Regions from separate parts of the Mus musculus genome. Here all the other regions are linked to region 3. Evidence: chromatin contacts called from public HiChIP or PLAC-seq and promoter capture Hi-C data. All regions are on one chromosome and are shown on one strand. Each heading gives the region's core, a stretch centred on a gene start, on an enhancer-like site or on the middle of the called end of the contact. The rest is flanking DNA. Distances are from core to core; before and after follow the strand shown.

The links. Promoter capture Hi-C pulls out the DNA fragments that hold promoters and counts their contacts. HiChIP or PLAC-seq counts read pairs in DNA pulled down with a chosen protein or histone mark.
Region 1: a promoter capture Hi-C map of pre-B cells shows a contact between it and region 3, with 2.6 times the contacts expected there. The contact joins the promoter of 4930404I05Rik here to the promoter of Scaf4 in region 3. A contact is called at or near these places in 15 of 39 promoter capture datasets (the 3T3-L1 cell line, 3T3-L1-derived adipocytes, the C10 cell line and 9 more), 3 of 484 Hi-C or Micro-C datasets (the G1E-ER4 cell line and embryonic stem cells), 8 of 115 datasets of contacts at active chromatin or transcription factors (the SCID.adh cell line, cardiomyocytes, embryonic stem cells and 3 more) and 2 of 9 other capture datasets (embryonic stem cells and liver).
Region 2: a promoter capture Hi-C map of cranial neural crest shows a contact between it and region 3. The contact joins the enhancer-like site here to the promoter of Scaf4 in region 3. A contact is called at or near these places in 10 of 39 promoter capture datasets (the 3T3-L1 cell line, 3T3-L1-derived adipocytes, the HPC-7 cell line and 6 more), 4 of 115 datasets of contacts at active chromatin or transcription factors (astrocytes, embryonic forebrain, embryonic limb bud and 1 more) and 1 of 9 other capture datasets (embryonic stem cells).
Region 4: a contact with region 3 is called in a promoter capture Hi-C map of hippocampal neurons, with 4 times the contacts expected there. The contact joins the promoter of Eva1c here to the promoter of Scaf4 in region 3. A contact is called at or near these places in 9 of 39 promoter capture datasets (the 3T3-L1 cell line, cranial neural crest, erythroid cells and 6 more), 1 of 484 Hi-C or Micro-C datasets (embryonic stem cells), 6 of 115 datasets of contacts at active chromatin or transcription factors (astrocytes, embryonic limb bud, epiblast stem cells and 3 more) and 4 of 9 other capture datasets (adipose tissue, embryonic stem cells, liver and 1 more).
Region 5: a contact with region 3 is called in a promoter capture Hi-C map of HPC-7-derived erythroid cells, with 5 times the contacts expected there. The contact joins the enhancer-like site here to the promoter of Scaf4 in region 3. A contact is called at or near these places in 4 of 39 promoter capture datasets (the 3T3-L1 cell line, HPC-7-derived erythroid cells and cranial neural crest) and 1 of 115 datasets of contacts at active chromatin or transcription factors (T-cell acute lymphoblastic leukemia).
Region 6: a contact with region 3 is called in an H3K27ac HiChIP or PLAC-seq map of T-cell acute lymphoblastic leukemia, with 10 times the contacts expected there. The contact joins the promoter of 4932438H23Rik here to the promoter of Scaf4 in region 3. A contact is called at or near these places in 7 of 39 promoter capture datasets (the 3T3-L1 cell line, 3T3-L1-derived adipocytes, the C10 cell line and 3 more) and 4 of 115 datasets of contacts at active chromatin or transcription factors (T-cell acute lymphoblastic leukemia, craniofacial prominence, large pre-B cells and 1 more).
Region 7: a FOXA1 HiChIP or PLAC-seq map of pancreatic cancer cells shows a contact between it and region 3. The contact joins the enhancer-like site here to the promoter of Scaf4 in region 3. A contact is called at or near these places in 3 of 39 promoter capture datasets (the 3T3-L1 cell line, cranial neural crest and hippocampal neurons) and 3 of 115 datasets of contacts at active chromatin or transcription factors (epiblast stem cells, pancreatic cancer cells and stem cell-derived neural progenitor cells).

The regions. Positions count from the first base shown.
Region 1 is chr16:91,009,792-91,012,542 of GRCm38.p6, forward strand. 4930404I05Rik (RIKEN cDNA 4930404I05 gene) reads left to right here and starts at 1,458. Exons shown (of 3, transcript NR_028368.1): 1 at 1,458-1,528. It overlaps Synj1 (synaptojanin 1), which reads right to left and starts at 1,517. Exons shown (of 32, transcript NM_001164483.1): 1 at 1,302-1,517; 2 at 233-378. The coding sequence starts at 1,399.
Region 2 is chr16:90,962,760-90,965,550 of GRCm38.p6, forward strand. It overlaps Synj1 (synaptojanin 1), which reads right to left. Exons shown (of 32, transcript NM_001164483.1): 16 at 1,746-1,886; 17 at 1,454-1,646; 18 at 1,059-1,217. Among named protein-coding and RNA genes, the nearest start is that of Cfap298, 29 kb to the left of the region's middle. Within about 2 kb of position 1,267, at least 15 of the 459 cell types and tissues checked have an H3K27ac peak or open chromatin away from gene starts, as enhancers often do.
Region 3 is chr16:90,283,210-90,285,909 of GRCm38.p6, forward strand. It overlaps Scaf4 (SR-related CTD-associated factor 4), which reads right to left and starts at 1,294. Exons shown (of 20, transcript NM_178923.4): 1 at 794-1,294. The coding sequence starts at 823.
Region 4 is chr16:90,829,533-90,832,232 of GRCm38.p6, forward strand. Eva1c (eva-1 homolog C (C. elegans)) reads left to right here and starts at 1,327. Exons shown (of 8, transcript NM_001199210.2): 1 at 1,327-1,900. The coding sequence starts at 1,741.
Region 5 is chr16:91,085,292-91,088,093 of GRCm38.p6, forward strand. It overlaps a transcript of 4932438H23Rik not described here. Among named protein-coding and RNA genes, the nearest start is that of 4932438H23Rik, 18 kb to the left of the region's middle. Within about 2 kb of position 1,505, at least 38 of the 459 cell types and tissues checked have an H3K27ac peak or open chromatin away from gene starts, as enhancers often do.
Region 6 is chr16:91,067,853-91,070,607 of GRCm38.p6, forward strand. 4932438H23Rik (RIKEN cDNA 4932438H23 gene) reads right to left here and starts at 1,300. Exons shown (of 3, transcript NM_028905.4): 1 at 1,180-1,300.
Region 7 is chr16:90,884,522-90,887,221 of GRCm38.p6, forward strand. The region is part of intron 4 of Eva1c (eva-1 homolog C (C. elegans)); the gene reads left to right. Among named protein-coding and RNA genes, the nearest start is that of Gm36363, 35 kb to the left of the region's middle. Within about 2 kb of position 1,325, at least 85 of the 459 cell types and tissues checked have an H3K27ac peak or open chromatin away from gene starts, as enhancers often do. A contact at or near this core is called in pancreatic cancer cells, where this site is marked.

The sequences.
Region 1 (2,751 bases), core at 208-2,707, 730 kb after region 3:
AATCTGCACCGCCCTGCACCACCATCACCCCAATAAAAACCCTAAGCTATCTCAGTTTACAGAAAATAAGGCTTCATTCAAATTAAGCCAAAGCACAAACCCGTACGCTAAAGCTCAGAAGATCAAATTCAGGGAGAAGGTTCTCAAGAACCTTTTTTTTATAAACTGTTGAACTCGCGAGTTACAACCAAAACAGAGATCAGAATCGGGCAGGTGAAAACACGTGACTTACAGAGCACAGCCACAGCCCCAGACTCGAACATGAGACATTCTTCCTTATGCCTAGTTTCCACTATGAGGCTGAACGGTGGGGGATCCAATTTGTGGTAGATTCGAAATCCTTTGCTGAACGCCATTCTCCTTTCTTCAGAGGCAGCCCTGTGGAAACCAAGTCAATGCACCTGAGGTTTCCTTCTGCTGCAAGGACTGCTAGGCGTCCTCCTGAGGTCCCTCACTGACAAGTTTGATGGGGGTTGGGGGTAGAGAAAAAGAGAGCTCAGGGGTGAACGGTTTATTCCAAAAGATAAGGCGTCACCTTTTTTTTTTTTTTTCTTAACCAAAAGGCAAAAGGAAACGCGTCCAGTTCTCAAGATACGGCAGGACAAGGCAGGGGTTTTTAGCACCGTCGGTCCTGATTTGGATAAGGTGGATTTCCCATTTAATTTATGTTTCCCCAAAGGGAAAATCTGTAGCGTATTTTCAGTTGGGGTTGTTTATCGGCTTCCTGCTTCACGATCTGTCACTACGGGAAGGGAACTGATGGGGAAACTTCAAGCCGATCCCTAGGCGGAATGGGCAAGGGGATGGGAGGGAAGGTTAATCAGGCTGATTCAAAGCTCCTGAGGGGGCCGGAGAGGGACGGGATTATCACACCGCGGACTCTCCAGGGCGGCGGCGAAGGGCAGGGAAAGCCACACAGGTGACTGCCGCCTCCTGCCCAGTCACGAAGCTCACCGTGACGAATGGATCCCACCGCCACTCAACGAGATCCCGGGGAGCCGGGGGGAACTGAGGCACCGGGCGCTTCAGCGCCTCCATTACGCACCGCCAGAGATACCCGGGAGCCTGTGCCGACGGGGTCCTTTCCCGCCCGCTGGGTGACAGCCGCTGTCACGGCAAGCCACCCGCAGCCCCGGGGTCTCCACACAACCCGCCGCCCTCGGCCCTCGGCCGCCTCTCACCGCTTGCGACCCGGCTGCGACGGCCGCCACCGCTCAGGAAGCGTCCACCCGGCCGGCCGGCTGCCCCTGGGTAGAGCCCGGGCCGCTCCCCGCCCCCCGCCCTCCCGCCCGCTGCCTCACCTCTTCCTCCGGCTCCTCCTCCTCCTTCTCCCGCAGCCTCCGCCGCTACAGCCGCCCGAAGCGTCACTTCCGCTCCAGCAGGTCCAGCTCTTCCGCATTGCGCCGCTGCCCAGGCGGAAGGCCCGCCCCTTAGGGTGAAAGGGCGGAGCCGTTTCCGCCCACGCGGGACCGTGCTGCCGAGCAGGGCGCTTACTGGTCACCGGGTTCCTGCGGCCGCCGCGTCCTGGGTCCGTGAAGCGAGCCTCCGTCGCCCCGGGAGTGGGAAGGTGGCACGGCCAGGGGAGCCGGCAGAGGGAGGGTCCGTCCTCCTCGCGTGGAGCCCTGTAGCTCTGCCCTCCCCGCGGGCGACAGGGAGGGACTTCAGGAAAGAGCTGGGGGAGCCCGTGTTGATTCGTGCTCGAGTCGGGCATCAGGACCACCCCCTGCCGCCTCCGCAGACCTGATGGGCGATGGGCGAGTGCGAGGCGGGGGACGGTGTGCACCCCGCGCCGGCTGGGTGGCGCTCGAAGAGCTGTCCATGGTGTCTGTCGTCAGGGAGGCAGCAGGAGGCTGTTCCCTGGCTGTTTCAGTGTGTTCTCCGAGCTCCAGGGGCGATGGAAGAGTGCTCAACCGAATGCAGTGGAGAGTGGGGGAAGCCAGCAACCAGAAACTCCAGGCAGTCAAACAAAACATGGCTGTCACTGTCGATTTGCCAGCCGTGGAATTTTATAACTAAGGGCATCACACTGTTTCAAACTATCTTTTTAAACGAGACATTATGTCTAAAACTTGTGTCCAGCAGAATTATTCTGCCTATACTTCAGAGACAAAAATGGGAGGACATTGTAGTCCCTGGGGCTTTAGAGAGGAATTGAGAATCCAAGGAGCACGGCAATCATGTTCCATTTGCCTTTGCTTTCCCCTAGCCTCTTCCCCTTTTTACTTTCTTCCCAAAAGCACAATTTAAATATGACGTATTGCATAAAAACATTTCCTCTAACATGCTGTCATGTGACTCAACGCTTCTCTATTTTAGAGAAGACAAATCCACCCTAGTTTTAAAATATTAAAAGCAAACTAAACACAAGAGAAGCCACCTCCAGCCAAGGAGATACACACTTGGATTCAGTTCTTAGATCTTTTCACTTAGTCTCCTAAGAACAACTTTTACTTTTTTGTTGTGGTTACAGTAACCACAAGCTTATAATAACAATTGCTTGCTGTGAATTGTGGTTAGCCATTTTTCCCTCCCAAGAAGTGTCCATTTCAGGTGGGGACAGTCCTTTAAATAAAACAGGGATGTTTGAGAGTGGGATTTTTCTTAAGTGTGATGACTGTATATGACATGCACCGACAAAAACGGGTTCAGGAGAGCTGGCCACTGAATTGTAGTACTTTGGAGGTAGCTTTTGTTTTTTGAGACAAAGTAGCACAGAGCCCAGGCTAGTGTGCCAACCATACCTGGTTTACG
Region 2 (2,791 bases), core at 17-2,516, 680 kb after region 3:
CTCAGCACCAGCCTTGCCCCATCGTAGAAGATGGTATGAGATCTGGGGACTCATCTAGCCTGATACCACACTCTGGAGTAACAGCTGACATCCATGATGGTGAAACTGCCGCTGAGGTGACTTCAAGCTTGGTGGCCCCAGTTACTGTACCAGTGGCTCCCAGCCCTTCTACTTAATCTGAGAGTCCACATTATTATCATCCCACAATTATAGGCCTTCTGTTTGATAGTGCATCTTACAGACACACTAACGTATTTTCTTCCTAAGAATTATAAACATTTTAAAAACATTCTTTTCCCCTTCCTTTATTTCTTTTCTTTCATTCTTTCAAGAAAAAATAATTCTGTATGTTTAGCTACAGGTATGTATAAACAATAAATACAAAAATGAAATAAGAAAATGTTTAATTGTCAAAATTCATACCCTCCTTTTACAACTTTTCTTTATTGTATGCATATTTATAATTTTATATGTATATTGAGTGAAGAGAGCATATATGTGCCACAGGACACCTGTAGAGGTCAGAGGACAACTTTTGGGAGTTGTTTTTTCCCTTCTATGTCACTGAGGCAGGATTTATCTTGATTCCGCAGTTTTACTCCAGGCTGGACTGGTTCACAGCCTTCTGGCAACTGACCAGTTCTCATGTCTGCTTCCTAGCTGCCTAAGGATTGCAGTTGCATGCCACTGCGCTGGGGTGTTACCTGGGGCTTGCTGTGTAGGTTCTGAAGATCAAACTGATCTTCAGCATTGCAAGGCAAGTGCTTTAACGCTAGTCTCATCTCCCTGACCCCTCAAACTCCTTCCACTCCTTCTCCCTCTCTCGTCCTCTCCCTAAGAGGAAAAAACAACTTACATTCCTTTTTATTTCTGTGCATCTTTTTATATGCCTAAGTGTGGACCTGGAGTTACAGGTGGTTGTGAGCTGCCCAGTGTGTGGGTGCTGGGAACTGAGCTTGGGCTTTCTGTGAGAGCAGTGAGTGCACTTAATTGCTGGGCCACATCCCCAGCCCTCCAAGGGCCCCTTTTGTAAGACAGTGATCTCAGGAAGCAGTTACCTGTCCTGCATTTTTCTGGTTGATGAGCTGATCCCCAGCGATCAGAGAATCCCAGTTTTGTTGTCTTATGAGCTCTTTAACCTCTTCATTCGGAAGGTCAATTCGATAGTTGAAATCACCACACCAAAATACATAGTCATGGGAGAAGAGCATTCGTCCCTGGAAACACGAGACAGACAGCCTGTGCGTCACACTGTGTCTCTGCCTCACAAGGGCTTGCACTATCAGCACTGCGCCTTGAGCCCAACAATAGCAAGACAGCAGACGGAGGCACACAAACACTGCTGGTGTCTCTAAGGACTGCTCTAAGTCTTCACGACTGCGGACAGGAAATGTAGGATAAAGTGAAATGCAATGCAAAGGCTTGTCTTACAGAACCATCAGCAGAAGCTTACCATGGGGAAACTCAGTTTTCGTGCTATTTCTACAAAATCTTCATTTCTCTCTTTGACTTGGGACTGCCCTGCAGCAAAGTGGCTGCAGACGAAGCAAAGGCTGGTGGTGTGGAAGAGCATCCGAATTGCAACGGCGCCCTTGTTTCCAGTTGCACCTCCCATGCCAGTTTTCACAGTATCAACTGCAACATCCCTACAAAGCACAAGTTATGAATGGACGAGATGGCATCGCACACACTAGGGCCTTTCTTGTTATGGCATGAGAAGAGACAGAACGGTGTCTGTCACTGACCTGATAAAAGGAGCGTGCTGTGGTCTGATAAAGACAAACAGGCAGACACCCACCAGCTGCTCCGAGGCCAGCAGGACATACTTGTTGTCCCTGGAGATGGTCTTCTGCAGCTCCACTGCCCACAGCTTCTGGTTGGTTGTGCTACAAAGTATTACAGAGGGAGGGACTCCTAAGGAAAGCTTTACACGCCCTTTATACATCTGATTGCTTAAAAAAAAGAACATTTTCATGCAAGCTGCTTTTTGTTTCTGTTAAAAAGAAAATGTGCACCTTAACCAAAATAACACAGTGTTTCAGTATTTACAACTTATTCAAGAGGAGATCCGGGTTTAGTGAGATGGCACGCCATGTAAAGGTACCATGGCCAAGCCTGACAGCCCGAGTTCAATCCCCATGACTCTTGGGGAAGGAGAGAACTGACCCCTGGGGCTATCCTCTGACCTCCACATACACACCATTGCACACGTGTGCCTTCATACACACATGCACCCAAACAAATAATGCTAAAATTAAAAACCCCAAGAAATAAAACAAGAGAGATAGGAAATGAGTTAGAAAGAGACGTGAGGTGAGCAACTCAGATAAACTTCACACTTTAATGTCAGGTATTGTTAGGTTAATGAGAAACATGGGCTTCTACATATCACCTTGTCTCACTCCCACTTATTTTATGAAGTCAACTTTATTATTTTAAAACTCTGTCTGTCTGTCTGTTTCCCTCCCCCACCCTATGTCATGTATGTATGTTATGTATGTATAGGTGCCCGAGGAGGCCAGAGACAGGCATTAAAAATCCCGGAGACAGAGTTACAGGTTGTTGTGAGCCATCCTATGGGATGCTGGGAACTGAACTCTGGTTCACTGGAAGAGCAGCAAGAGATCTTAACTGCTAAGTACCTCTCCTGTCCTATAAACTAATTTGTTTTTAATTTAAGAAATTTTTCTTTTAAATAATTATGGAAAAAGTTTAAAAGCCTACAATTTGTTAACTGTAAAGTAAGTCATCACATACTAATATTTAGCTTCAATATCTCTTTCCTTCCCTT
Region 3 (2,700 bases), core at 44-2,543:
GGACTTTATGCCCCTAAGCAGCACATGGAACGATCAGAGATACAACTAGAGAGCTTTAAGGCGGCAGGCAGCTTTGTTCCCGGTTTGGGGAGGTTTTCACATGTAAATGTCCCTGAGGAAGGGAGCTGAGGATTAAGTACCCCGAGAGGGCGGTGCGAGGGTGAGCAGGTGGAGACCCAAGCAGCCTTACTAGCGGACTAAATGGGGCGTACACTTTGCTCTCCCATTCAACTTTTTAGGTGTCACGATGTACAGAAAGGGCACGTTCTAGATAGAAAGGCCAAGGGAACTACCGCTCTATGTTCATTTGTGAGCGTGTCAATCCAGGAGGTGGGAGGGCAGACACCCTCTCTAAGTCTCCGCCAACCGGGATCAGAGTCCAGCGGCCGCCGCGCAGCGCCGCGGCCTGAGCAACAGGAGAACCCAGGCGGCTGCTACGCCGGCCCCGGGACTCGCGGGAACTCCCGCCCCTGAGTCGGCCGAGCGCTCCGTTGCAGCCCCTGGCGGGATCCCGGCCCCGTAAAGCCGATAACGGGGCCGGGAGCAGCATAAGGGCCACGTTGAAGAAGCGGGAGTCGGCACAGGCCGGAAGGGGGCGAAGGGGCACTGGCGGGGGAGGGGCGCGGGGTCAGCCCCCGGCGGTGGCCGCGACCTCTCCCCGGCTCCAGGCCCGCTGCCCCGGAACCGGGGCAGGAAGCGTCCCCGCCCGGACTCGGTGCTCGAAAGCCCTCGGGCAGCGAGAGAAGCGGCCCCGGCGTGGCCCGCACCAGCCCTAACCCCAAGCACTCCTCACCTCCTGGTTGAAGGCGTTGACGGCGTCCATGTTCGCGCGCGTTGCGGCGGCGGCTGCGGCTGCTCCGGGCCCGCCGGTCACCTAGACCTGGAGCGGCGGCTGAGTAGGGCCGGGTGCCGGCAGGGCCCTTGGGCGTGGAGGGGGAGGAGGACGGGAGGCGACGAGCGGCGGAGGCCGAGCAGGAAGGGGCTGCGGCCGAGGCGGCGAGGCTGGGCCGGTCGAGCGCAGGCAGAGGCGGCGGGCCCCTGCTCAGTCCCGTGCGCCGGAGGAGGGATGGGAGGCGGCGGCAGCGCGGGGCTCCAACATGTCCGTTTGGCGGCGGCGGCTGCGCTCTGCGTCGCGCTGACACGGCCCCCCGCGCCCTCCCTCACGCACTGGCCCACACTGGCCCGGCCGGCGAGCGGGCGGGCCTCTCTGTCTCTCTCCTCTCTTTCGCCAGCAGGATGGCGGCAGCGACCCGAGTGCACGCCGCGCGAAGCACCCTGGGACAGCTCGGGCCTCCAAGCGCTTCCTGAGCCCGGCTCCGCCCCGCTCGTGCTTGGCTCCGCCCACGCCCCGCCCCTCCGCGCCCCACCGGCGCCGAGCCGCTAGCGTGTGACCGCGCGTTGTCGCGCGCTTTCCCGCCGGTTGCGGCTGCGGAGAGTTCCCGTCTTCTGGGCTCAGGATCCGGACGACGGCTCCCGGGGTGCATTGTGTCCGGGCAGGACTGCGCCCTGCTGCTGCGACAAACAAAGCGCGGAGGGTGAGCGTCTGCAGTCTCCAAGTCCCCTGCTTCGACTTGCGTGCGGACCTGGTGGACGCCCTGAGCAACTTCCGAGGACTGGGCTCCTGAACCCCTAACGCTAATCTCCCCAAACCCCGTTGGGTCGCTCTCGGCAGAAGTGTGTTCTGATTCACTTGAGTTCTCACCGCCTGCCGCGCGCTGCGACCGCTGTCTGTTGGGTGTGTGAAAAATGAAAGTTTTTCTGTAGAAACCTCACTTTTGTGGAGCATGAGTATAAAAGCTAGAAGGCCTGACTCGTACTGGAAGTTGGGGACTACTTCCCGTAGAAAAGGGCGAGCATCCTAAAAGAATTCGAGAAAGGAGGGGCCCTCTGGACCTTGCGCGCTGTGCTATCACCTCTCCTTGGAGGACAACCGGCTGGTACTTAGGGAAAGCAACTGGCCCTACCGAGACCAGATCCTAGCAGAGTTAGGATTTTGTTCTTAAGGGGGCATCATGCAGGTTGACATCCTGCAAAGTATGCATGCGGAAGAAAGTGGGGCCAGGAACAGCATGGCTTCGGGCCCTGGAGATGATGAGGCTGAAGGTATCAGGCACTGGAGGAAAGACAGAATGGTGTTCCGGAGGGAAGATGCACACTGCTTCTTGAAGGACATGAGTGCTGGGTTTGCGTCAACTTGGTAATAATTTAAGGAAGGAATGAGTTTGAGGGCGTAATGGCTAATCTTTGTCAATGCCTATGAACAGTGTCCTCATTTAAGTCAGCCTAGTTCAGTTAACCACCATGCCCAAGTTTATCTGGCTAGACGGTTATCTTTTCGGGCTCTAGCCATCTGAGCTGTCCCTGGGATAGTTAACTGAGGGCTTTTGCGATATGGGTAAAGTCCAGGAAAATGGCTGAGAGGAGGTAGATACCTGGGATTCAATACTGCACAGCTAACAGGAGCTGAAAAGTCAGACAGACAAGGAGCAGAGGTGTTTAAGAACAAGGTGTTTGGCCCAGCATGGTGGCACACGCCTTTAATCCCAGTACTGGGGAGGCAGAGGCAGGTGGATTTCTGAGTTCGAGACCAGCCAGGGCTATACAGAGAAACCCTGTCTCGGAAAAAAAAAAGAAAAAGAAAAATCTCAGCCCTAACCAAGGCTGTGGGTTCAACTCCGACAGGGTAAGGATCAGGAAATG
Region 4 (2,700 bases), core at 77-2,576, 550 kb after region 3:
AATTGAGCAACCTTACCTACTCTTCCAGCCTTAGTTTACCCAACATAAGACGTTCATATTAAACTTATATCCCATGATTATTGAGGCTGTGTTTTTAAAAAAGATTGTGTGTGTGTGGGGGGGGGGGCAGAGTAGAGTTCGAGTTCGTGGGTCCCCTGAGAGAGATTCAGGGTGGTTGCAAGCTGCCAGCGCTGGGTGCTGGAATCTGAACTAGTGTCCTCTGGAAAAGCAGCAAGTTCTATTAACCGCTGAGCCATCTCTCCAGCCCAAGGCTATGCAAACTGGGTCTCTCCATACAAACACCAGTATTTAGCATTTTCTTCCCACCCTCAGGATCTCAATTTGGGCGACCTAGCCCCCCGAAGGATGTGTGGCTGTCATCCTCCTAGAATCTAGTGGTCCAGCTCTGAGACAGTGCCACAGGGAGGCAGAGTGTCCTCTTGTTCTGCTGGCCTGGCCTCCGCACTCTGAGCTCTGCTCCCAGAGCAGGGCGGGGCTGGAAGCCTAGACCCGCCCTTGGGCCTCATTATCTACGTTTCCGCGTCAGGCGCGCTGGGTGAACTTGGCAAGCCCTCCCGGCGGTGGATGGGGAACACTTTGTGCCGAGCGCCCGCCCGCCCGCCGGGCCCTCCTCCTTCCCACCGGCGCCGCGGGGCCTGGACGCCTGCGCTGTTCTTAGGTCTGGGGTCTCTCGAGTGCCTAGCACCTGGCCCCGCAGCTCTGGACTCCCGCTCATCGTCCCTGGTGTCATCACCGATCTATTGGTCTACGGGTGTCCAAATGCGTAGACACCGCACGTAGTCAACAGGGTCATATAGATGCCGTGGCCCATTTTAAAACAAAGCTCAATTATAAGCGCTCAGCCGCTGTTTATTCCAGCCCAGTTTCAGATCCCCGAGGGCTGCTGTCAACTAGCACCCACAGGAAGCTCCATCCGAGCAAAAGGAACCTGGCTCGGAGCCTCGTGACTGGTTTGAGACTACCAGCTCCCTCAGGTCCGGACTGCTAGAGCCTAGGCAGATTTCTATGGTGGGCAGAAAGTTGAGGACCCAGTCTCCCATTCAGTGCGATCAGACGTACTGCGTGCTTGGTGGCTGAACAACAAGCGCTGAAGGTGGCAGAGACGGTAATGTCTCTATCTCCGGGACCTCACCTCCCACCCCCCTTCCCACGATCTCCGCTCCCCTCTAGCCAGGGCTGTACGCTGCTGCCTTGGTTCTAAAGTGCGTCACGGACGGGCACCAGCCGCGCTGCTCCACCGGCCTGGGTGAGGTTGGCGCCGAGCCAGCGCAAGCTGAGCCAGCAGCTCTTGACCATCACCCCGCCTAGAGACACCGGCGTGGAAAGCGCTCAAGCTGCGCAGCATCGGGTCGCTGCTGGAGACGCTCTCCGCTTTGGGCTCGGCGCCCCCGATCGGCCTCGGCCAAGCTCCGGAGCACGAGGTGACACCCCCTAAACTCCCTAGGCTGGCTCCCTAGGTTCATGGAGCCAGGAAGATTTCTTCTGAAGAAACTACGCCTCGGCCTCCCTGGGATCCTCGCCCCGCCCCGGGTCTCCGCCCCCTCCCCTTGGCTGGGGATCCCGGACCCGGCGGCGACCGCCTAAGAAGCTCCAGCAGCCTGGACAAGGAGGCGGCAGGGGGCCGGGAGCTGGTGGCTACAGACTCGCCCCGCCATGTGACGCGGTCCTCCTTGCCTGCGATCCCAGCGCCAGCGCCCGCGCCCAGCCGCGCCGCGCATCATGCTCCTGCCAGGACACCCGCGTCCACCACCCGCGCCCCAATCGGCGCAGAATCAGGGCCTCCGCAGGCAGGTAGAGCCTCCGGGGCAGCTTCTGCGCCTGTTCTACTGCACGGTCCTAGTGTGCTCCAAAGAGACCTCCGCGCTCACCGATTTCTCTGGTAAGAGCGCTCTTGCTTGCCTCGAGCCCGCGTTCCCCTAGCTGTTGCCCAGGTGAGTGGCCTCTGCATGGGGCACTACCTGGTTGGATTAAAGTTGAAGTGTTCTCCCTAACTAGTTATCTTGCCTCGTGGGAGCCCTTGGCATCTAGGTGGTGGTAGCAGGGAAGTCAGCCCTTATTAAGGCCGGGCTTATTTCGAGTTTCTCTAGGCTCTCTTGACTTTTGTTAGTTTCCTGGGCATCGGCGACGCAGCCCTGACCTTTGCATGTTCACCAGAGGACCCCTAAGCTGAGCCCGGACCCCTAAGCTGAGCCCGGACCCCTAAGCTGAGCCCGGACCCCTAAGCTGAGCCCGGACCCCTAAGCTGAGCCCGGTACCACGCCCAACTCTGGAAGATTGCCGTGGTCTGGACGAAGGGTTGCACTTGGCTGGCCACTCACACGATAAGGGTGCGTCCCAACCAGACTCCAGGGTACCCATGTAAGGAGACTTGTCCAGGGCACGTTGGACAGAAAGTCCAAGCCAGCCTCGAGGGGGGGAGCCTGGGAAGACTGGAGGTCTGGTGGAGATGCCCGGAGACTGATAGAAGCTGACAGAACAGAGACTGGACTCAGAGGCATGACTCTCCAACAAAAGGTGGCAGCACCCCCCCCCCAACACACACACACACACACACACACACACACACACACACACACACACGACTTTCTCCTGCCAAGTCAAAGATCAATGTGCTCTTTGGCGAATTCCTACCTGACCTCTGAGCAAAATACCTTAGCAAGGTGTGAGGCAAGGCTGCAG
Region 5 (2,802 bases), core at 255-2,754, 800 kb after region 3:
GCAACCAGCCCCACACGCCCACCCTGCAGACTGCAGAGTGGCATGCCCATGCTCAGCCCAGCTTCCTCTTGACAGGCTGTTGTTATTTTCTATGTGATACGATGGTGCTTGAAGTATGAGGAAAGATGTTTGGATTGTAAACAATCAGTTGCTTCCAAGTGCGCCACATGTTTCTTAGCGTCTCACTGCTCCTGGTAGGCTTCGGGGCTGGCCTCTCCTGTCTCCGCACATGCTCTCCTGGCGGTAGCTGGAAATGTATGAGTCTGCTTTAAAGCTGTCCTCGTATCCTCGTCCTGGTGCAAACATGTCGAAATCCTTCCCTGTCCTGTTTACCTGTTTACTGGAAGCTAATCACGCTCGAACAGGGTGATGTGCACACTGTAGCTTGCTCTGCTAATGAAGCAACTAGCGGAACCAACTGGCCTCGACGTGCCTCAGAATCAGACTGAGAAACGGCAGGGCTCTTGTGCTGCAGAGGATTTGAGAAATACCAGAGAGAGAGAGAGAGAGAGAGAGAGAGAGGGAGAGAGAGAGAGAGAGCGAGAGAGAGAGCGCAAAACTCGGGGCGTGGGGAAGGGGGCAAGGGGAAATAAGATTTAAAACCGGGACTGTAAACATATTCCAAATTCCTTCACTGTTGTTTCCTCTTTGTAAGATGCGGAGAGCGCATCTCATCGCACAGAGATAAGTAAGGATTCAAAGGCATCTTTTGGAAACCTGAGCTTGGAGGTGGAGGGCTGCCTGCAACTCATGCAGAGGATTTGGGTTTGGTTCCTAGAATCCTCATGCCAGCTCACAACTGCTCATAACTTTAATCACAGAGGATCTGACACTCTCTTTGACTTCTGGGGGACCTGCACTGCGCATAGTATGCAGACACACATAGATGCATATAAAATAAAACAAAAAAATCCTCATGGAACTATTTTGAAAAAGCTCCAAATTACACTGCTATTAAGTGTCTATTTAGAATCATAACTCAAAAATGACCTTCTTATTACTATATTGAAATAAGTATCAACAACAAAACATATTCTGTTTGCCTGGGAGATTCCCGATCATAGGATATCGCAGCATATTTTGAGAAGATCATAAACTAAGGTGAAACTGTGTGAGTGTATGAAACTCCTTTTAAATAAGTCGTACGTTTTAAAAAAATTCTCTGACAATTTCATATAGTGTATTTTGATAACTTACACACACACACACACACACACACACACACAACTTTACCCTCTCTCATTCCATCCACACACATTCTTTTTTCCAGAAGGTTCCTCTCCTGGTTTTGTGTCTTTTTTTTGCTCGTTTGCTTTGCTGCTTTTATTTTTTGGTGACCCATGGAAATCAATCAGGGTTGGGTGTGTGAAGCCTGGACGAAGCAAGTGACCAGTGACCATTCTGCTAAGGAAAGCCAAGAGTTCTTCAAGGAGAGGAGGGCCCAGGAGCCGCCCCACCCATCTTGTGCAGCTCTTCAGCAGGAAACCCAGCTGCTGGGAGCAGATAATGGCAACCGCCACACCCTAACTAGAAGCCAGCATTTCCCAGCCCAGTCTCACTGTCTCTTCTACTTCCTCTTCAGGTTATTCTCTGGGCCTTGAAGGGGATGAGAGAGCAATCTCATCTAGAACTGAACACTCAGCAGTTACTTATTTGAAATACTGTGGTCAGTTAGGGGGCTAGTTTTCTATCAACTTGACACAAGCTGGAGTCATCTGAAAGGAAGGAAACTCAATTGAGAAAATAACTCCTTAAGACCCATCTGTAGGGCATTTTCTTAATTAGCAATTGATGAGGGCGGGTCCAGCTCACTGTGAGTGGTGCTATTTCTGAGCTGACAGTCCTGGGTTCTTTAAGAAGTCAGGCTAAAACTAGGCATAGTTGCACATACCTTTAATCCCAGGACTTGGGAGACAGAGGCAGGAGAATCCCTGTGAGTTTGAGCTACATAGTGAATTCCAGGACACATACACACAAAATACATACATACATACATACACATACACATACATATATATATATAAAATACATAATTTAATTATATATGCTTTTATTATATACACACTTTGTATTGTATATAATTTTTATCATATAACAATCTGAGCAAGTCATGAGGAGTAAGTCTCTAAGCAGCATTCTTCCATCAGTTCCTGCCTCCAGGTTCCAGCTCTGAGTTCCTGTCTTGACTTCCTTTGGTGACAAACTACAGTGTGGAAATATAAGGCAAATGGAGTGCTTCTGGTTGTGGCATTTCACCATAGCAATAGCAGCCCTAAGACAATCGGCTTTCACTCACGGTCATGCACTGCGAACAGCAGCTTTGGCTTACCCCGCTGGGAACAGCACTGGTTTATGAGTATCAGCTCAGGAGACAGTTTGATACTGTGTCCCTTTAGAATCCAGTGCTAGGTTCCCCTCTGAGGCCTGTTACCCCCAACAGCGTTTGACCAGGTTTACAATACTCCCCGTGAATCCTCTTCTGGGGAGCAAGCCTCAATCAAGTGCAACCAGAAAACATAGAGTTAGCCTTCAAATAACCACGTCGCTGTCTCACTAGGGGACACATGTCTGGCAGGTTGATTTTGTAGCTTGTAGGGTGAACACAGCTGGGAAAGAGTACTGACGACCCCCACCCCCACCCCAGCAGCCCACAGAGCACCTGAAAGGGTCCTAACAGGCCTGAGCATGGCAGACCACCCCCCAAACCCCCAGCAGCCCACAGAGCACCTGCAGGAGCCCTAACAGCCCAAACATGCAGACATTGCAAACAGTTTTCATTCTTTTACCCCCTTTCCTCTTCCT
Region 6 (2,755 bases), core at 50-2,549, 780 kb after region 3:
CTTCAGTTAGCACAGGTGTGAGAAGTGATAGGAAAACTAGCCAGAGAGAGCCCCAGGAGTCCCTAACCAAACTGGGCAGTTACCTGTCCTTCTTCTGAACACGGAGAAGCTGACGATGAGAGAAACTTTCAAGTTTTCCCCTGGAGCGACCTGGAATTCAGGGAGGTGGTTTACTCCCTGGTATTTGAACCTGTGGCTTTGCTTAGCTGTGGCTGCCAGCTAGACAGCTTCTCCCAAGTCACACTGACTCCTGTCCCCTTACTTGTCTCTTAAAGGCACAGGCACCCGCCACTGGGTGCCAGATTCTCAACCCTGATCATATGCCAGTTTTAAGCAATGAAAAACTGGTGTGAGAAAGTTGGAAACCACGAGATAGCTGTTGAAAAGCACCAATTTCCATAAACACGTTACAGAAACTATTAGTCTCTGAAACTGCCCTATTTCTGTCAGAAATAAAAATGAAAAAAATTGTTTCCCCTCCAAACATATTGCATTATTCATTCTAAAAAAAAAAAGTTAAAAACTTAAGAATCACTTTTTTCACAACATGCAGTTTGCAAACAATAAAAGTCTGGCTTTTTAGTATTTTATAAGGTCTTTTCCCCCATAAATGCCTTTTAATCTTATTTAAGAAGTTTACTGTTTGTTCTTTAGTTCGAGTTTTCTGAGGAGGAAATGCTATGACGACTGGCATGAGCTGTAAGACACCTCTGAAGGATAAAGCAAGGCCCCCAGACATCACATCGTAGGCAGTGCTACTTCAGAGGCCTTGATTTTCTTTGCCACTCACTACGGAAAGAGCCAGGGTCTGGGGCTGCATGATCGTTATTAGGTATTAAAGATGAGCAGAAGAGCTTAAACAAACTCTTAAAAATAGAAACAAGTTCAGATCCCTATCTGTGTAGGGTCTAAATGAAAAGACCATTCCACTCCTTGCTTAGTGCCCTAAAAAGTGTTTCCTTTGCAAGACAGAGAATGGTAGTAAGCTATCCAGTTGCGTAGAAGCCCAAAGGGTGTTTGGTGGCACCCACCACCTTTACAGTGACATATTCCAGGGATGCGGCAGTTCCAGGAAGTTACCCTGATAGAGCCCCTCCAGTCGTCCCCAGACTTTCTGGCCGTACAGCAGAAGTCTGTTGAGCTGACAGGCGTTTTAAACAGAGCAGGGGCGCTACTTACATTTTGCGGCCCCACGGCAGGGCCTTGCCTGTCCAATCTGCAGACCTTGGAGCTCTTCCCTGGCCACTGCGCCTTCACCCTGGCTTGACAGCTGCTTTAATCTGCAAGCCGGGTGGAATGCGTGGTCTCGTGGTCTCTCACTTACTGTTCTTTTCTGTTTGGCCTGGTGGTTTCCATGGCAGCCAGAAGGAAGCTGACTGGCCTACCAGTTTTATTAACCAGTAGGAGAGAACCTGTCTCTTTGGGGCTGTTAAGCCGGGAAATTTTCAGAAGAAACGGGGAGTCTACTGCTGCTGTAGACTGACCACAAAGGAGAGGCGTAAATGGAAGAGATTCTACTGCAGCCGGAAGTTGCATGGATTGACTGTGGACTGCGGAGACGCCTGGACGACACTTTTACATCCACGATTTGTTCCACTCTCTTAGGCCTGATGAATTTTTACTTACGGTTGGTAAGTGCCTCAGATGGTGCAAAAACCATTCGACTGTGATTGCTCCAAAGAGAACATGAATTCATTTCTCTTTCTGGGACGTAGCCCCAGTCTCTCCCCTCTCATGAACTCATTTTTAAATGCTAGAAGCCAGAAAGTAAGTAAACATGTAAAAAAAAAAAAATCTGTGTTCATTCAGTGGTGGCTTAGTCTATTTGGGGCTGCTACAAAATGTCCTAAACTGGATGGCTTAGAAACATTTCTTAGGCCGGGCAGTTGTGGAGCACGCCTTTAGTCCCAGCACTTGGGAGGCAGAGGCAAGTGGATTTCTGAGTTCGAGGCCAGCCTGGTCTACAGAGTGAGTTCTAGGACAGCCAGGGCTATACAGAGAAACCCTGTCTCAAAAAACCAAAACCAAAAAAACCCAAACAAAACTAAACCATTTCTTAGTCTTTTGGAGACAGGGAAATCTAAGACTCTAGTCTTATATTCAATATCAGATGAGGAAGGGGCACTTCCTGGCTCATAGATGACCCCTTCCAGGGATGTCCTCACAACCCTTCCAGGAATGTCCCAGCCCCTTCTATGACTCCCAATTTCATTCATGAAGGTTCCAATCTTGTGACCTAAAATCCAGTCTTTAATGACTAATGAAGGCTGGATAGAGGAGGGTCTCACTAATGTGATACATTACGGGACCAGAGAAATGGATATAGAGTCACCTGAATATGGGATAACACTACCCACCCACCCACCCACCTATCTACCCACTGGTCCTTACCACACACAAGCACTGTGCCAGAAGGCTTGAAGGACACAGAGGTAAACAGGAGTGATTGTGGAAAACCATGTAAAGGAAGGAACAAAACCAATAGACACACATCTTAGCAATGGTGGGGCCACCTTTCTCCAGGGAGGCTGAAGTTTTTTTGATCAGGGTCCCTAAAGGATGCCCAGGAGTGGAGTGAGTCAGACACAGGAAAACAGTCCAATGACACCTTATTGAGTGGTCATTAACCAATGGTGTATGAAAGGGGGTGAAAAAAATACTTCATCTCCTTGTGAGGGCTGTGGCACCCACGTGGAGGTCAGCAAAAACCTCAGATGGATGTTGTCTTTACCTTCCACATGAGCCTCCCCCTCTT
Region 7 (2,700 bases), core at 75-2,574, 600 kb after region 3:
ATTCATTTGGCATAGCATAGAGAAGGGTAACCGGGTATTGCTTGATGCCCAAATCAATGGCTGGGGCATGTCAGGCGGGGACACATAGCTTACTGTATCCATCCAGGGTTAAGCTGGGGCAGCCCACACTGGAGCCTCTCTTGACTTGAGGGTATGAGGTCGCTGGATACTGAGGTTTTTTTTTTTTTTTTTTTACCAAACCCTTTAAATTTTCTCCAAAATTCTCTGCAACATCTCTCTAAGTCCTGCCCACCGCTCAGTCCCAAATCCACTACCTCAACCACACATTCCTAAAAATCAACCTGCGTATTCACTTCCTATTGCTCTGTAATAAAACGCTCCACATCTTAATGGGCTTCGATAAGACACGTATCATCTTGCAGCCTCTGTGGGGCAGGAATTCAGGGGCAGCTGAGAGCAGAGTTTCTTGCTTTTGGTGCGGGGATGCCTCCCGAGGTTACGTCTCTGGTTGGAGGGCTGTGCTCCCAAGGTGGCCAACCGATAGGGGGAAGTTGGCACCGATGGGGGAGAGGTTGGCACTGGTTGTTGGTCACAGGCCCAGGGTGCTTTCGTGAAGGGGTAGCTGGCTTCTTCTGGGAATGGGTGTCTATGAATAAGAAGCCAACCACCTCTCTTCTGCCATACTGTGTAGACCAGGCTTGGTGCATGTGGGAAGAGGGCGTTCATGGACATAAATTCCTAGAGAGTACTCTGGCTGCAAACTTGAGGACTATTTGGGAGACTCACTCTGAAGTCCCTCCTGCCAGTACCTGAGATGTGCCTATATTTACGGAGAGGACCTTTAAAGGGAAGGTTAAGTTGATGTGGGGTATTTTAATCAGGTCCTGAACAATCTGATTTGTGCCTTTATAACAAGAGGAAGCCAAGAGCCCAGCATGTGCAGTGTGACAGCCACATGAACACAGACAAGCCAGCCAGAGGCTCCATGGAGCCAGCCCTGATGGCACCTCAGTCGTGGACTTCCAACTTCCACAACTGTCAAGAAGCAGGCTTCTGGGTGTGCGCCTGGGGGGAGGGGTGCACTGCTGCTACCCTAGCAAATGAATATTAAAGAAGGAAGTTGCAGCTAATAAGTGACAATGGAAAGTGACATCTTACCAGTTCTGTGGGGTTGGACAGAATGAGGTCTGAGTTCTCTGTGTTGAGGGTGGCCCAGCCAGAGGCATTTCTGAAAGATCTTGGAGTGAGCCAGGCCTGTTACCACTAAAATTCATCTGGGAGAAGGGAAAAGGAAAGACAGGGGTGAGTTCAATGAGCCATCGCTGGCCCTCTGAGCGCCAGCCAAAGCAGCCCTTTAACTTGAGCTGGGCTGGGGGTGGGGGAGCCTTCCCAAAGAACGGGCACCAGGGTGTGCCTCCGCCTCGGTGTGTCATTTCCTGCTATGGTCACATTTTCTGGGTGGGCTCCAGGCATTCTACTACTTCCTTAATAAGAGAATGAAAAACCACACAATGGACCTCAAAGGCTGGGCTAAGGCTGTCCCAAGGCCAAGTGTGGGCAGGCCTGGGCTTTTTAGCCAAGATCAAGGTGCCAGGAACTCTCCATTGCCAAGACAGGGCCACTTAAGAGCAGCCAGCCCAATTATCTAAATAAACACAGGCTTGCAAGAGTGATTAACTTCAGACCTAGTGTTAAACAATTGCCAAAAAAGTAAGAATTCAAGTGGTGGAATATCTTGTTATCACATGTATTGGGGAGGAGGGAGCCTGGCAGCAACAGAAGCAAAACCCATGTGGGCGGGAAATAACCACCTTTAAAGAAACGACAAAATCCTGGGAATGGTTCGGAGCTCAGCATCAAGCAGGGCACAGCCAGCCAGCCCTGAGTCAGACCTGAATTACCTTGGCCACTTCCTGAGGTCACGGCTAGGATAAAGTCTCTGGAGATGAGATAAAGTCTTTGGGGGAAAGATAAGTTCTGTGGCCTAAGCACTGTTGAGAGTCTATCAGCAGTGGTCCTCACAGCTTAGATCTGGGGGGTTGTTTTCTTTCTTCTATCAGTCTTAAAGACTATATCCAGGATGGACGACGGATGGCGCTCAGGGAGGGGAGCTTGCCCAGCACGCACCAGGCTCTGGCTTTGATTCCAGCATTGCATAAACTGGGCATGTTGGTGCATGTCTATAATAACAGGACCTGGAGAGATGGAGGCATTTGGGGCAGAAGTTCAAGGCCATCCTTAGCTGCACATTGAGTTTTATGCCAGCCAAGGCAACATGCAACCCTGGCCGAAGAAAACTCTAGTTTTTTTTTTCCCACAGATGGTCAGGCATCCATGTCTTCATCGCTAAGAGAACATACACTTTCTAGAATATTCATTTCCATCAGCAGTATACAATGGTCCTGTCTCCCTAAATAATAGCCTGTCAATGTGTCACAGCATTCATGCTTTAGATCTTTGACAGGGCAATCGATGAGCACGAATTCCCATGGAAAGTCCCGTATCCGCCTACAAATATTTAGCTCTAAGCAGGTTCCATGTGACATTGCTTACTGTGTTAAAAAATGGGAAAAACCCCAGATGTTTCCCCTGGGTGTTACAAGTGGATGAAAATCAGGGCAGCCTTTAAAAGCAAAGCTGATGAGGTTAGAGAGAGTGGCCAGTGGTTTGAGCGTGTAAGGACTCAAGCCCCAGGACCAGCCCAACTCCCCCTGGCCGCCACAGGCACCAGCGTTTACA